Linked DNA regions of Mus musculus: region 1 is linked to region 2. The links are chromatin contacts, called in public promoter capture Hi-C maps. All regions are on one chromosome and are shown on one strand. The core of a region is the stretch at or near the end of the contact, and the rest is flanking DNA. Distances in the headings are between cores, read along the strand shown.

What was found. Promoter capture Hi-C pulls out the DNA fragments that hold promoters and counts their contacts.
Region 1: a promoter capture Hi-C map of hippocampal neurons shows a contact between it and region 2, with 3 times the contacts expected there. A contact is called at or near these places in 2 of 39 promoter capture datasets (hippocampal neurons and liver).

Annotation. Positions count from the first base shown.
Region 1 is chr19:11,818,069-11,822,648 of GRCm38.p6, reverse strand. It overlaps Stx3 (syntaxin 3), which reads left to right and starts at 3,246. Exons shown (of 11, transcript NM_152220.2): 1 at 3,246-3,957. The coding sequence starts at 3,928. It overlaps Gm41810 (a long non-coding RNA gene), which reads right to left. Exons shown (of 2, transcript XR_003952942.1): 1 at 4,309-4,580; 2 at 372-3,996.
Region 2 is chr19:8,964,800-8,968,858 of GRCm38.p6, reverse strand. Eef1g (eukaryotic translation elongation factor 1 gamma) reads right to left here and starts at 1,818. Exons shown (of 10, transcript NM_026007.4): 1 at 1,634-1,818; 2 at 485-643. The coding sequence starts at 1,645. Tut1 (terminal uridylyl transferase 1, U6 snRNA-specific) reads right to left here. Exons shown (of 9, transcript NM_197993.3): 9 at 2,649-3,825. The coding sequence ends at 2,699.

The DNA.
Region 1 (4,580 bases), core at 1,997-4,496, 2.9 Mb before region 2:
GGGGGTGAATGGAGGGAGGTGAACAGAGTGGAGCAGAGAGGGAGAGCTGGCCAAGTGGTGGGATATAGTGCCAGGATTAGTGGGTTAGAGACAGTCCCAGCTGAAAGGCCTAAGCTTTAAAATATTAAAAAGCCTCTGTGTCTTTATTTATTTTGCTGGCGGGTCCAAGCTATAGATTGCTTTGAGTTTTTCTCCATTTATGTTGGTGTTAGCTATGGTTTTGCTGTAAACTGTCTTTATTATGCTTAGATGTGTTCCTTGTATCCCTAATCTCTCTAGAAGTTTTATCATGAAGAGGTGTTAAATTTTAGTTTATTTGTAAGGTGGATTATAGTTACTGATTTTTGTATATTGAACCATCGCTGTATCTCTGGGATGAAGCCGACTTAATTATGGTGAATGATTTCTTTTGATGTGTTCTTGGATTCAGTTTGCAAGTATTTTATTGAGAATTTTTGCATCTATGTTTATAAAGAAATTGGAATGCAATTCTCTTTCTTTGTATGTCTTTATTGGTAACGGTGGCCTCAATGAACTGGGCAATGTTTCTGTTTCTATTTTGTGGAATGATTTGAAGAGGAGTGGCTTAACTATTTTTTCAAAGTGTGGTAGGATTCTGTACTCAAACCATTTGGCCTTGGGCATTTTTTGGTTTAGAGACTTTAATTACTGCTTCATTTTCACGAGGGTAATAGCTTTGTTTTAGTTGCTCATCTGATCTTGATTTGAGTTTGGTGAGTGGCATCTATTGAGGAAATTAATCATTTCTTTTACATTTTCCAATTTGGTGGAGTGCATTTCCTCAGTGTCTGTTGTTATGTCCCCCTTTTCATGTCAAATTTTGTTTATTTGAATACTCTCTGCCTTTTTTTTTAAATTTGGATAAGAGTTTATCAATCTTATTGATTTTTTTTCAAAGAACCAACTTTTGTTTCATTGATTCTCTGTATTGTATTGTATTTGTTTCAGCCCCGAGTTCGATTATTTATTAACATGTACCCCCTTTGGGTGTAATTTCTTTTCTTTTCTTTTTTCTTTCTTTCTCTTTCTTTCTCTCTTTTTTTGTTCTAGAGTTTTTAGATGTGCTGCTACGTAATTAGTTTGAGATGTCTCCAATTTCTTTTAAGTATATGTACTTAGTGCTATGTGTTGGGTAGATTCCCTCAATTCTAAGAATAGAATGAATATTCTAAGGGTGGTGGAATTCAAGACATCCAATTTTAGAAACACCTTAGGTTTGTCCCTCCTCCCCGCCCCCTGCCATTCATTGTTTTTTGAGACAATGTCTTTCACTGGCCTGGCGCTCACAGCTAGGTAGATCTGGCTGGTAAATCTCAGGGATCCACTGTTTCTACTTTCCCAGTTCTGGAATTACCAGTATGTGCCACTGTGTTTGATTATTATTATTATTATCATTATTATTATTATTATTATTATTATAAGTTCTGGGAATTGAACTCCGGTCCTCATATTTGTGGAGGAAGCACTTTACTGACTGAGCTATCTCTTAAGCTCTGACTTATGTTTTTTTTTTTTTTTTTAAGTGTCTGGATTAAGGCAAGAAGTAATAGGGAAGAAAACTTGTTCTGTATAATAACTTTTTAACAGAGCTGGTACCATTCAGTCATGGAAGGTACTACCTTGGGAGTATACAGAAAAACTGAGCAAATTAAAATGACCAGTGACCACTAACAAAAAGCTGTTCCATGCTATGTATCCTATGGTGGCCTTATCTAATGCACCTTTCTGATTCTATAATAGTCTGTGACTTTCATTGTATCACAGCTATTGTCCAGCTATGTAAATTAGATATCGGTAGTAAGCAGAGTGCTTCTATTCATGGAGATTATAAGGACTTAGTGTACAGGAGAAGCACGGTTTCTTCTCCCATCCCCAGAGCTAGTTTTGCATCAAGTAACCTATTCATGCCAGCCTTCCTGCTGTTTGTCTGTGGATCTGAATGAGTTTAACCTCTTACTGGTTGCTTCACTAATAAGCTAAAACATTAAAATATATTCATTTTATATTTGCATGAGAGTCACAATTTTTTCCCTGTTGAAATCAATTATATCCTTTAAAATAATTTGCTGGGACTTAAAAAAATTTTTTTTTTACTTGTATGAATGTTTTTGCCTGCATTATGTCTGTATACCACATGTGTGTAACCTCTGCAGAGCCCAGAAGAGGGCGTTGCATCCCCTGGAACTGTGTGTCACCATGTGGATGCTGGGAATTGAACCCAGGTCCTCCAGTCAGTGTTCTTTACTGCAGGGCCGTTTTTTGCAGCCTAAAATCAATCGCGTCTTAACTGGAATCCTTTGTTCTTGCTTCAAAATGAATCCATCCTCCTTCCTCACTTCTGTCCAGATTTCAGACGTCCACACTTCGAGAGTTTTTCACTGTAACCCCTCTTACTGGAGAGGTTGAAACAGGAGAATGGCAAGTTCAAAGCTTGCCTGGGCAATTCAGGGAGATTCTGTCTGAAAGGAGAAAACCTAAGGGCTGATGCTAGAGAATGAGCTCGGTGGCGGAAGGTTTTCCAAGTGTTTGCTGGGCTGGGGTGGGGGTGTTCAAGCCCTAGCTGTAGGGTTACGACCACCAGGGGGCGTGGAAACTTTCGCAGTCCTCGCTGGGCCAGCGTCAGGACAGGAGCCGGAGGTCAGATAGAGGATTAGAGTTGATTACCGCATAGTTGGCTCTAACAGCTCAAGCCCTGCCTTACTTGACTACCTTTATGGCAGCGGAGGAAGTCAGTAGGAGCGTGCACATCGCAGAGGGTAAAGTCCGGTTATAATTAGAAAGTATCTATGGCCTTTAAGATTGAACACAAAGTCGAGGATACTTCTCGAACTTGAGACCAAGTCTTCACTAGCGCCAATTGTTGACCACTACTCTGGTCGATACGCCATTTGTTATCCCCAAATCAAATACGGAGGGGAAGGGAATAGGGGCACCGTTGAAGAGGAAGGGCAGTGAGAAGAACCACACTTTTCTAAAAATTCTTCAAATCCCAGGGCTCTTGACAGCAAGGAGGAGAGAGGTGGGCTTAAGTTTTCCAAATCAAACAAACGTCTTTATCCTACAACTCTGCCCGGTAGTTAAAAGTCAGTTGCTTCTTTTCTCGTACAGGCTAAGCAGAAAATTGCTAAGCAGCCTCTGATTTATATAGCTATGGAAACGGACTCTCCTAGATTCCCTCAAGTTATTCAAATTGTTAGTAAAAGGTGACTGGACCGCCTACACGACTTCGAGAGGCCCCACAACCACTAGCATCATAATCCCCAAATTCCTCGCCGCAGCCCGATCCAGGGCATCTCATCTGCAGTTACGCCCTACGGGAACAAGTCTCTGAGCCCGAACCGCACAGATTTTATACCCAACAGGTCCCTTCTTTAAGGCGGAATATCTCTTGAGCATCATCGGAACGTTTTCCCTCATCAAAGGGAGCAGGAACCAGCTTGTCTTCAACCTGAGGAGTCCGCAGAGGGCCGAACAATAAGAACAGTGCGGAAAATACGGAATCGAAGCCAGACAGACCACCCCCGCCTTTTTTTTTTTTTTTTTTTGTTTCTGCCTTTCGAGGGGCATGGGAAGGTGTGCCCGGAATGCTTCCGGCGCTGGAGCGCGCTGGCCCTTTAAGCAGGAGCTCGGGGAGCGGCCCAGGTATGGGGCGGGCCCAGGGGCGGGCGAGCCCTGAGCCGGCGCGGTCTCGTAGCCGGATTTGGAGCGCGGCGCCGGCGGGGGCCGGAGGGGGCGGCGCGGCGGACCTCGGTGGCCTCGGACGCTCCTCCTCGAGAGCGGCCGCCGCCCGCCTCCGCCCGCTCTAGCAGCTCTCTCGCCCCGGCCGGCAGCCGCCGCCGCTCCAGGCCGCTCACTTGGGACGCGCTCACCTGAGACAAGGCGCCCGCCGCCCTCACCTGGGCCAGGATGAAGGACCGGCTGGAGCAGCTGAAGGCCGTGAGTCCGCGGCGCTTGGGGGATCAGGCGGGCCCCGGGCTGCGGGGATCGGTCATCAGGATAAGTGGCGTGGGAGAGGGGCTTCTCCTAGTTCCCCTAACCCAGGCCGCAGGGGTGCTCTGCGCGCTAGGCCTCCCTCCGCCCAAGCCCCCGCCTCATCCCGCGGAGCTTTGCACCCTCCCCTCCCCTGCAGGGTCATGTGCTCGGTGATTCATCACCTAGCTGCGATTTCCCTGGACGCCCGTAACCCTCTTACCCCTTCTCCCCCAAAGCTGGACAGGGTTCCTCCAGAGCTGGACCCACTCGGGGACTTGAAATCAGCGGGGCTAATGGAGAAGTCAGGGGGCTCACCTCACCAGCTGTCTTCTGCCGCCTGGCACTGTGCCCCAAACCGGCCTCCTCTCCTTTCTATTTCCCTCCCGGAGCACCGGGCAGGGCTACTCCATCCCCGGAGTAGTTGAGAGTTCCGGGTGACTTCCGGAGCGGTGAGCCTGTTAGGTGCTGAGATGGCACCCCTCTTCCCATTCAGTGGTCTGTAATTATTTTGTCTTGTACCCCCGGAGACAGCTGTGGTCGTCTGCCGCACAAAAGCTGAAAAGCTTAGGTCACTTACTCTTTTGAGC
Region 2 (4,059 bases), core at 569-3,068:
CACTGCCCAAATCATTAGGTGCCATCCAGACTTAGCATTTGCCTCTATATTTAGATTTGGATATTTAGCTCTACTCATGCTCTATGGGGTAAGAATCCAACTCTCAAGACATACTTAGTACATACATACAGATAACACCTGGTGAAAATACATTTTATCCTACAAATATAAACCAGGCCTGGAACTCCTGACAGTCACTGAACAGCTGTGAATACAATGGAACTTCATAATTACAATGGAGACAGGATCTTACTATACTTATAGGCTTGCTTCACACAATCTCCCTGCCTCGGTCTCCGGGAGCTTTCAAAATTATTTTTTTCCTTTGGGCAGTCAAGTTCAGAGGCTTTAATAGGTTACATTCCTAGCCCCTTAAAATTTCTTTAAAAAAATATATATATAAATAAATACACACACACACACACCATGGGGGCCATCTCCAGAATAATGGAATTCTAGAGATCCCAGATGCTTCCCCACTCACCTTGCCGGCAGGAAATTTTCGGAGAAATTCAGGGGTGCGGTTGGTTTGGCCAAAGTGGAAGTGGGGTGGTGCGGAGAGCACGCGGACCTGAGCCCCGCTGTACTGAGCAGCGATGAGGGCCTTGAAGGCCCTCCAATTTTCAGGGTATGTGTACAGGGTCTACAAGAGAAAGGGTGAAGGATGGACTAGAGGCAAGGAACCCTGAATGCCACTCCCCACGCACACTTCCATGCAATTCCAATGTGCACAGCTTAGATTCACTCCTAGTGAACCGAGTATGCCCCATGTAATCAGAGTCCTCTGAAATACCAAGAAGAACATCCCAGCTGCTAAATAAAGCTTACCGACAGATGTGACCTCTCTTAAGGACATCTCTAGAGGCATTCTTCCCTTCAAAACTTCTGGTCCCATCTGCCTAAACACACGAACACTCACACCCATCTCTCCCAGAACCCTTGTTTCATTCATTGGCGGTGACCCGGAGTCTAACTACTTCCAGGCTGCTATCACTTCAAAAGCACACACACAGACCAAGGGATTTCAAAGTTCCCCTCAGAATCGACACGCTGAATTCTAATGTTCATCAGTTATTCTTCCTGAAATGCCTTTCTTTGCACATGGCGAATTAGCAACCCTCTGGTCCTGTCCTGCAGTGAGTTCCCAGTTGTCTCCCTACTAAAATCTCACCAGCAGGGTCCATATGGGCTCACTTCACCCCCCCTTTATTCCTCTGGCTCCCAAACCTCCCCGAAGGTCAACTCCCAACGTGCCAGTCGCCCCTTCCCACAAAGACCCTCTCCTTTCCACGTCCTCGTTGTTGTCCCACAAAACGGTGGCAAAAGTTCCACCAACCTGCTCAGACGCCACACCTCAAAATGGCAGTGAGGTTAAACACTTTTTAAAGGTCCAGACAATGGAGACCCAGCATCTTTTTTCTCCTCAACCCCAGAACGTTCCACCTCTAGCCTCTGAGCCCCAGCCTCAGTTCCCCTCCAGGCCCTAGAAACCATGCTCTCCGACCGTACGGCTTGTGAACCCCAGATCGGCTCGCGGCTTGGGTCTGAAACTCCCCTGGCGCCGACTGGCCCCACTCAGGCAAAGGATGGCGGTGGATAGGGTGACCCTAATCACCGGAGCCGGCAAACTTACCCCAGCCGCCATGGTGATTCCGCAGAGAAAGGGGGTGGGGCTGTCGGTGCTGCCGCAAAGTAAGCCGCAAAGGAGACAAGGGAGGAGGAAAGGAGAGAGCAGTGTGGAAACAGCGGCCGGAAAGCGAGGACGGCATAAAAGGCATACGCACGACAGTTCCGTCTACAGCCCCGCTGAGTTGGAAAAAGCGAGGGGTGGGGCCCGCAGCCTGGAGCGCAGAGAGCGGGCGCCTGCGTAGTATAACTCTGGACGATCCTGCCCCGCCCGCGTCGCCGACCAATCGGAAGCCTGATAGGAGACGGAGCTCACCCAGGGAGGGGAAAAGTGTGAGAACCCGGCGGAAGCACCGCCCCTCGAAGGCTGGTATCTGGAACCCGTGACAAACTACAGGAACTGCCTTAAGGAAGGGGTGGCAATTTACTGAATTCCTTTTGTTCCTGTTCGGGTTTTTTCTGTAAAGGGTCTGTCTGTTCAGCTGGGGCCCACGGCCGAAAACATCTGAAAGTAGGTCTGCTCCGATTAAACTCCGTGCTGTTAAAACTTACACAACAAAGCAGCACGGACCAACTTGCCACGTCACCAGCACCACTCAGGCTTGGCTGCGCCCCAGAGGGTCGGGTAAGGCAGCCCAGTTCTGATACAATAGTTTACACATATCCAAATTTGAAAATAAATCTTGACTCCAGCTTATGGGCAATTTGAACTCTCTTTCACGTTAAAGGATAGAAAAGACAAACCCTAAACCCAAATTTGTGGTTCCCATCACCTGGAGCAGCAGGACAAGTCTCGTGTGGGCAAAGGTTGTTCTCAGAAATCAGTGCCTTTGCCTCGTGGAGGTGGCACTCCCTAGGAAAGTGCTGGCAAGTGGGAAGGAGAGCTCTGAAGTGGAAGTCATAGGACTGTTTTAGAGTAGTCAGGCCAGAAGCTACATTGAGGCAAAGAAAAAAGGCGTTACCAGGAGGAAAACAAAGACCTCGTAATGGTCTTATGAGGGAGTATGCAAAAGAACATTAAATGTCTGTATGAAATAAACTAGCAGCTTTATTGTTTTTGAGGTTTGGTTCCTCACTTGAGGAGATTTTTAAGTGCTTGAGGGATAAAACCCTGTAGAAAATGATGAAGACCAGGGAACAGGCCTTGGGAGTCCTGGAGTGGGGCCACAGTGAGTGTCTGCTCAGCCTGGGAGGCAGATGCCACAAAGCTGAGGAGGGGCTCCCCCGGCGGCCTCTCTTGCTCACTATTGGGTCCTTTTAGTTCCTGGGTCACACGAGCTTCCATTGCCAGCCACTCTGCTCCTGTGGTGGGACCTCCTCTACCTTCTTCCTTGGTTTGTTGCTGTAATCGTCTCCGGGCACGCCGCCTCCCCTGCCATACTTGGTGCCACAAGGCACAGCGCCAGCTCACTGATGATGGGTGTGATGCCTCCTTCCCTGTCTCACCCTGAGACCCTTCTCCAGCCACTTCAGGTTTCATGGGATTATGCTCAGCTGCCTTGTCTAGACAGTTTGCAGTCATCAGGGGCAACTCCTCCTCTGGTGGTCCCGAGTGCAACAAGGCCCAGTCCTGAGGTGTCTCTCGAACCTCTATTACCATTTCTTCTACCTCATTTTCACTGTGGTCCCCTGCACATCCCTGTGGCTCCTCTTTCCCTTCCTCGAAGCTCTTTTCTTGCCCACCAAGTCTCTGTCTTTTGTTCACCCCTCCCAAGGGAGAGTCTTTAATTCTGGCACCTTCTGACCGTCGTCTCTTGGTTCCCTGTTCTATGTGGCATCCTAGTGCTTCCCTTAACACATCCACCAAAGCCATAATGACCTGTGGAAAGGGGGCAGAGGGTAAGGGGATGAGCTTGGCAGACAGCAGGGAGCTAGGGGAGCTGGGCTGCAAAAGCGGGAGCAGTCCCCAGTCCCGGCCCCGGGAGGAACGCTGCTGGTACTGGAGACTTCGGCAGTAACTGGCTGCTGCCCCACAACAGCTCTGCAGACGTTTAGCCACCCGGCCGGTCACATTGGCTGCAACATTGTGACTCAGGTCAAAGGGGTCCTGGAGATTCATGGGGCCAAGGCGCAGCCCTTCCCAGAGATCAGAAGGCAGGCCCTCTGCCACCATCAATGGCCGACCTTCCCGCAGGGACAGCAGGGAGCCAGAAAGATCCAAGCAAGATACGCAGGAGAAGAACTGGGCCAGCAGGGAACCTGATGGAGGCAGATTAGAAAAAAGGGGGTCACCTGGAAGCCATAACTGGGACATCCCTGCAGCTACTTCAGTGGGACTCTCTTCCCTTCATAGGACTTCAGAAGTGTCCTGAGAAACCCAGCCATGCCCTGCCTGACCCAGATGCTTCTGCTTGGCCTAGAGAGCAGGGAAACTGGGGAATACACCTCTTACTTGCCTGCCCAAGATACGTGTTTTTCCATCCATAAAACAGC